Regions from separate parts of the Ovis aries genome. Here region 1 is linked to region 2. Evidence: chromatin contacts called from public Hi-C data. All regions are on one chromosome and are shown on one strand. Each heading gives the region's core, a stretch centred on a gene start, on an enhancer-like site or on the middle of the called end of the contact. The rest is flanking DNA. Distances are from core to core; before and after follow the strand shown. Region 1 overlaps ZDHHC14 (zinc finger DHHC-type palmitoyltransferase 14). Region 2 holds the start of ZDHHC14 (zinc finger DHHC-type palmitoyltransferase 14).

Evidence for each region. A called contact is a pair of places that touch in the nucleus more often than the background predicts.
Region 1: a contact with region 2 is called in a Hi-C map of hypothalamus, with 2.5 times the contacts expected there. The contact joins the enhancer-like site here to the promoter of ZDHHC14 in region 2. A contact is called at or near these places in 2 of 16 Hi-C or Micro-C datasets (blood and hypothalamus).

What each region holds. Positions count from the first base shown.
Region 1 is chr8:81,831,214-81,833,981 of ARS-UI_Ramb_v3.0, forward strand. All of the region lies in intron 1 of ZDHHC14 (zinc finger DHHC-type palmitoyltransferase 14), which reads left to right. Among named protein-coding and RNA genes, the nearest start is that of ZDHHC14, 78 kb to the left of the region's middle. Within about 2 kb of position 1,433, at least 9 of the 54 cell types and tissues checked have an H3K27ac peak or open chromatin away from gene starts, as enhancers often do. A contact at or near this core is called in hypothalamus, where this site is marked.
Region 2 is chr8:81,752,405-81,755,366 of ARS-UI_Ramb_v3.0, forward strand. ZDHHC14 (zinc finger DHHC-type palmitoyltransferase 14) reads left to right here and starts at 1,705. Exons shown (of 8, transcript XM_042253668.1): 1 at 1,705-2,099. The coding sequence starts at 1,855.

The DNA.
Region 1 (2,768 bases), core at 183-2,682, 79 kb after region 2:
CCAGTCATCACGTCTGCATTTTAGCCACCCAAAAGGTGAAGGGTCAAAGAAATAAGGTTAAAGTGTATGCATCAGCCAATTTCCCTGCCACATTCTCAATCTTTGCTACTTGTGAATGTACTTTTCTTCTAATATCAAAGTCATCTCTCTAAATCCTGTAACAGGTCACACTCTTTAACTCTAGAAGATCCTTGGATATGAAATATGTTTACCCAAAGAAGAAAGAAAAATGCAACATAATATTATTAAATTTTTTAATGTTTCTAATATATCTTTAAACACTAGCTAACAAAACTAAAAGTAGATACTAGAAATGAGTGCTCCCATTTTTCTTCCAGCATATTAAAATGTCTCCAAAAGTTTTGATAGTTTTCTCCATATTATTCAAAGAGTTATTTGATGGCAACTGCAGGCCAAGCTGGTGTTTTCTTTTGCTAATGCTATATTTGGTACTGACATCAGGTTTAAATGCTACCTAAACGACAGCATAAGCACAATATTGATTTCAGTCGGATCAGAAAGCATCCTTTCGTGAGTGTCTTTGACAGCCCTGGAAACAAGGCCGTTGGGCTGAAAACAGCCTTCAGTTTAGGTGCTACCCATCTTAAAAATCTCATTTATCGCAAATTGAAGAGCTTTGCCCAGGCCGTCTTTCTTACTGCACGTCTATTGCCTAATGTTTCCTGGGAGACGATGCCAGGCCACTCTGAAAGGCAGCAGAAAGCTTTTAGAAGCGAAGTGAGCTGGCTATTCACCACAGTATCACTTTCTTCCGAAGTTCTCGAAGGATTTCACAGTCTGAACTGGCAGGTTGCAGGACGGCCACAGGAGTTCTGATGCCCCTCGATGCAGACAGTGTTGATCTTTCCGAAGCTGCACCGTCTACTCGGGCAGCGGAGGTGTGCCAGAGACGTTGTAGGCAGAGCGGGGTGACCCGTGCCCCTGTCTAAGGGGAGGATTACTCAGGAACAAAAAGGGACGAAGGCAAGGAAGAAGGCATTTGGGCCTCGGGGGGTTGTGGGGGTGAGAGAGGCTCATGTTGAGCTGTCGTCCCTTTTTATTACCGCCCTGCTCCCCTAAATGAAGCAGGAGAATCATGTGGAATCCCCACGAAGCTTTTTGTGGAGACTAGTTTTCCTCAAAGGCTGCTTCTCAATCCGGAGGCCCCTGTGATGCTGGCTTTTGTTTGGTTTTGTTTTGTTTTCTCAGCAGGTAGGATAGTGGCGTCCTCGGCAGGGGACCCTGCCCCATGGCTGCCCCGCTGGCCGGCTGCGCTCATCTTCAGGACTTGGGCCACATACCGACCATTGTGATTTTCTTCGTGAGGAACAGAATGTAATCTTTCTTATAGTCAGCTGGGGATACAAGCGGCTCTTGTTAGAAGGAAAATGACTGTGGAACACAGCCTTTTCACTCAGATAAAGCAGTTAGTTTTAGACGGGTAATCAGAGAAACATGCTGGCCCGTTGTGCATCTGAGCAGAGCTCTCCCCGGCGCTTAGCTCAGTGTCAGATGACATTCTTTGATAGCTACTGGGTACCAGTCCCCATCCCCTTAATCTGACTCTGGGAGGAAGGTAGGGGAGGGTTGAGAAAAGAATTAACTGCAGGCCTGAGAGAAGAAACAGAGGAAATGGGAGTTTTGCTGTCTTGGTGATGCCTGGGTTTCATGAGGGCTCACTGATGTTTGCAGATTGCTGCCGCTGTTGTGAAATCACATTCTCTTCTGCTTCAGGAGGAGGCCTGCTGCTGCTGGCGGGCAGCTTTTCCTGCTTTCTGCATCCCAAGGAAGCCTTGCAGGCCTGTAGCCCTAGATTCTGAGTGGAGGTGCCGGGTTAGGGCTCAAGCAAAGACCGGTCTAGTCATGTGTTGATGCTGGTAGACTTTCGAGTTTGCAGTCTATCTCGAGGGCCTAAAAGTACTCTCTTGATATTTTCAGTTGATTCGCTTTAATACAGGTGCTGTTTTTGCAGTTTGTGGTCCAGGCGGCCCTCTGCTTGTATCGTTGTGTTTGAAAGCACTGGGTGGGGCAGTGAGACCTGGCTGGAGGCCTGGGCTCTCTGAGTTGGTGCCGGGTAACTGTGGGTGAGTCCCCTAAGCCATGGAAGTTGGTTTCTGCAAAGTGGGAAGGATGACCGGTGGCCAGGGCAGCACCTGGTGTTGCTAGGGGCATGCCATGACGTAACTTGTCTGAGAACACTTTTGAAATCGTCAAGAATTAAAGAGAGAGAAAGCATGGGCATCCCCATCTCGGCCATCTGCACTTCTTTGGAGTGCAGGGATGGAGAGAGGAGGGAACGCATCCAGTCATCCTGCCCTTTAATCACTTGCAGAAATTTATTTAGTTTTGATGCGGACCATTTTTAAAGACTTCATTGAATTTGTTAAAATATAGCCTCTATGTTTTTGGTTTTTTTTTGGCCAGGAGACATGTGGGAGTCTTAGGTCCCCAACCAGGGATTAAACCCAGGACATCCTGCATTGGAAGGTGAAATCTTAACCACTGGACTGCTAGGGAAGCCCCTCACTGTTTTTTAAGTTTGGAAATTTGCCAAGGAAGAAGGAGGGTTAGGAAGAGTTGTTTTCTTTTCTTTTTTTGTTTTACCATTATTTGGAGAATTCATTTAACCCTTTTGGTTCTGTCCACCTCTGCTTGAAGGGACTTCCCTGGTGGCTAAGATGGTAAAGCGTCTGTCTACAGTGCTGGAGACCTGGGTTCGATCCCTGGGTCGGGAAGATTCCCTGGGGAAGGAAATGGCAACCCAGTCC
Region 2 (2,962 bases), core at 455-2,954:
CCGGCAGGCTTCGCTCCTGCGGCCCACCGGCTGTGCCTGCGGCGGGAGGGCTCAGACCCCGCGGCAAACCTGGGGCCGAGCGCTGGCGCCGATCCGCGGGGACCGCCCGGCTTGGGCGGGAGACCAGAACTGGCCCTGCCGCCGTGGGAGCGCGCGGGGGTCGGGGGGAGAGAAATAAAGCGAGCAAATTGTGGGCGCCCATGGGAGAGAAGAAGTGAGAAAGGGCAGGGGAGGCAGCAACCCACGCAGAACCGGCTGCCACCGGGGGCTTGTCCTCCGAAAGGGAGTCGGAGGCCGGAGGGTGACCGAGACCGATTTCGCTGCCCCCTCCTTCCCGCAGAAACCTGGAAACCCGGCCTGGAAGCCGGCCGGGAGGCGGAGATCCTCCCCCGCCAGCAGCTCCCATCCTGGATTCTGGCCCGCCTCGGCACGCCCCTACCCACCCTGTCGCCCGGGCGCCCCCATCGCCTTCCCGGGCAGCATTAGAGAACCCCCGCCCCTCAACACCGCGACCCGACCACGCGCCCCGCCTGGGAGGGTCACGCCTCCGCGCCGGTTCCTCGGGCCCCCGGGACTCGCAAGAATGGGTTTGCGTGTTGCCGCGTGAATGGGTGTCCCCAAGGCGGCTGCGACCGCGGGAATAAACCAGGAGGAGAAGCGGGGAAGCGGACAGAAATCTGCGGGAGAGCGATCAGCGGGTACCCGGCTGGAGCGGCCCCGGGGCGATGCTGGAGGGAACCTAGTGCCCACCCCCGCCCGGACACTGGCCTCGCCCGGACCGCCGGTGGGGACCGGGGCGGGGGCGCGGCAGTGCCCGTGCGGACTTCGAGGGGCGAGAAGGAGGGGCCGGAGGAGGAGCCCGGCGGGCGAGGCGCGGGCCACCGCCCACCGGGCGGGGAGGAGGAGGCGGACCCGCTCGGAGCTCGGCGCGCGCGCCGGGGCTCAGCCTTGCAAACAAGTGTCTGTGGCGCTCGCCCCGCGGCCCGGACACTAGCGCTTCGCCGCCCCCGGCGGCCCTCCTTGTGCCGGGCCTGGCTCCTATGGGGCAGGACCGATCCAGCGAGCCCGTGGGCGCGCAGTCTGCCACCCGCCGCCGCCGCCGCGACCCTCGGGCCGGGCGGCCCCGGCAGCTTCACGCGGGGGCCGCGGACTCGGCTCGGCTGGCGGGCGCGCCGGCGCGGGGTCGCCGCGCGATCAGCGGCGCCCAGGCTGTCGCCGAGCCCGCTCCCGACAGAATAACGTGCTTGGTTTCCCCACCCACCCCTGGGAGGGGTTGCCGGGGCCGCGAGCGGCCTCCCAGTTTCCATCGCTCTCTCCTGGGGAGGATCCGCCGCCGGGAGGAAGGATTAGAATAAACCTGAACCGCAGCGCAGAAGTGGCTCCCGGGGAAGCCGGCGCGGGGGCCGCCGCCTCGTGTCCCCTCGGGGCGCAGCGCTCGGGGGTCGGCGGGCCGGAGCCCAGGCGCGGCCCGCGGGCCGGGGGCAGCGGGGCGGAGCGAGCAGCCGCGCGAGGGGGCGGGCGCGCGGCCCACCAGGGGGCGGCCAGGCAGCCCCCTGCACCCCGCGGGGGCCCCGAGCCCCGGCACGCGGGCTGGACGCGAGCGAGGACCGCCGCCGCGGGCTGCGGGCGAGCCCCGTCCCTCTCGGCAGGGGATCGGGCTATGACAGCTGGGCGCCCCAAAGGGTTAACCTGGGTGTCCTCGGCAAAGTTGTCGCCGAGCCGGGAGCCCGTGTAGGGGCCGCGGCACCGAGGCTCGGGGGGCGGCCGGGCGGCCGGCGGCGGTCGTGGCTCGGCGGGGCCCGCGCGGCCGGGGGGCTGCTGGGGGTGTGCGCCCCCAGCCGGCTGCCCTCGTGGATGCCTCCCGGCGGCGGCGGGCCCATGAAAGACTGCGAGTACAGTCAGATCAGCACCCACAGCTCCTCCCCCATGGAGTCGCCCCACAAGAAGAAGAAAATCGCGGCCCGGAGGAAATGGGAGGTTTTCCCGGGAAGAAACAAGTTCTTCTGCAACGGGAGGATCATGATGGCCCGGCAGACGGGCGTCTTCTACCTGACCCTCGTCCTCATCCTGGTCACTAGCGGACTCTTCTTCGCCTTCGAGTAAGTGGCGGCGAAAGCTTCCCCGACGCCTGCACCCCCTCGATCCCTGACCCTCCCCTCGATACTTTCGTTTTCTAGAAGCTTTATCTGTTGTATATCGTTATATAATACAGACGCCCCACCACCACCACCTTTTTTTTTTTTTTTTTTTTTTCTTTCAAAGGTCTGTTTGCTGGTCCGTCCCCAGAGATAATGCAGTTTTGGGTCGGACTCTAGGAGTGGAGGACAGGGCAGAGGGGGACACTTGGAAGGTGTACCCGCCTTGTTGAGTGGCACTTTGGCAGGTGGCTGATTCTTGGTGCTGGCCCGACTCCTAGAGTTTGGGGAATAGCAGTCCAGCCCAGATGTAGCCTTCTGTAGGAAGCGGGAAGGAGGTAGATCACAGAGGGGATCCACAGAGTTGGCCTCCTTTCCTATTCAAGAGCTGTAAGGGCATCATGTTAAGCTCGGCTTCCGAAATCTTCTACGCGTCTTTGCTGAATATCAAGAAATCTTGGTTGGTTGAGGTCTCAGAGTGTAGGCCACCCCATGTGGCCTGGAAGGATAATTTCATTTTTCATTCCCCTTTAGATGTTCACTCTTGGTCAACAGTTTCTGATTTACTATCAGGTGTCTAAACGCTTCACTGTTTTAAAAAAAGTTTCAATAAAAAAATGTTCCAAGCAAACACTTCTCCCACCCCTTCCTGATATTTGGAAACAGGTTAAAAAGGAGACTGTAGGCCTATTTTCAGGAAGAGTATGACACTGCTTGGTAACTTCTGACTCCAGAAACAATACTTGGGGACTTTAGAGCTTTAACTGGAAAAACAAAGTACATGCATGTCTTCTGTTTTCAGGAAAATCAGATTGGCTGGTAGCAGC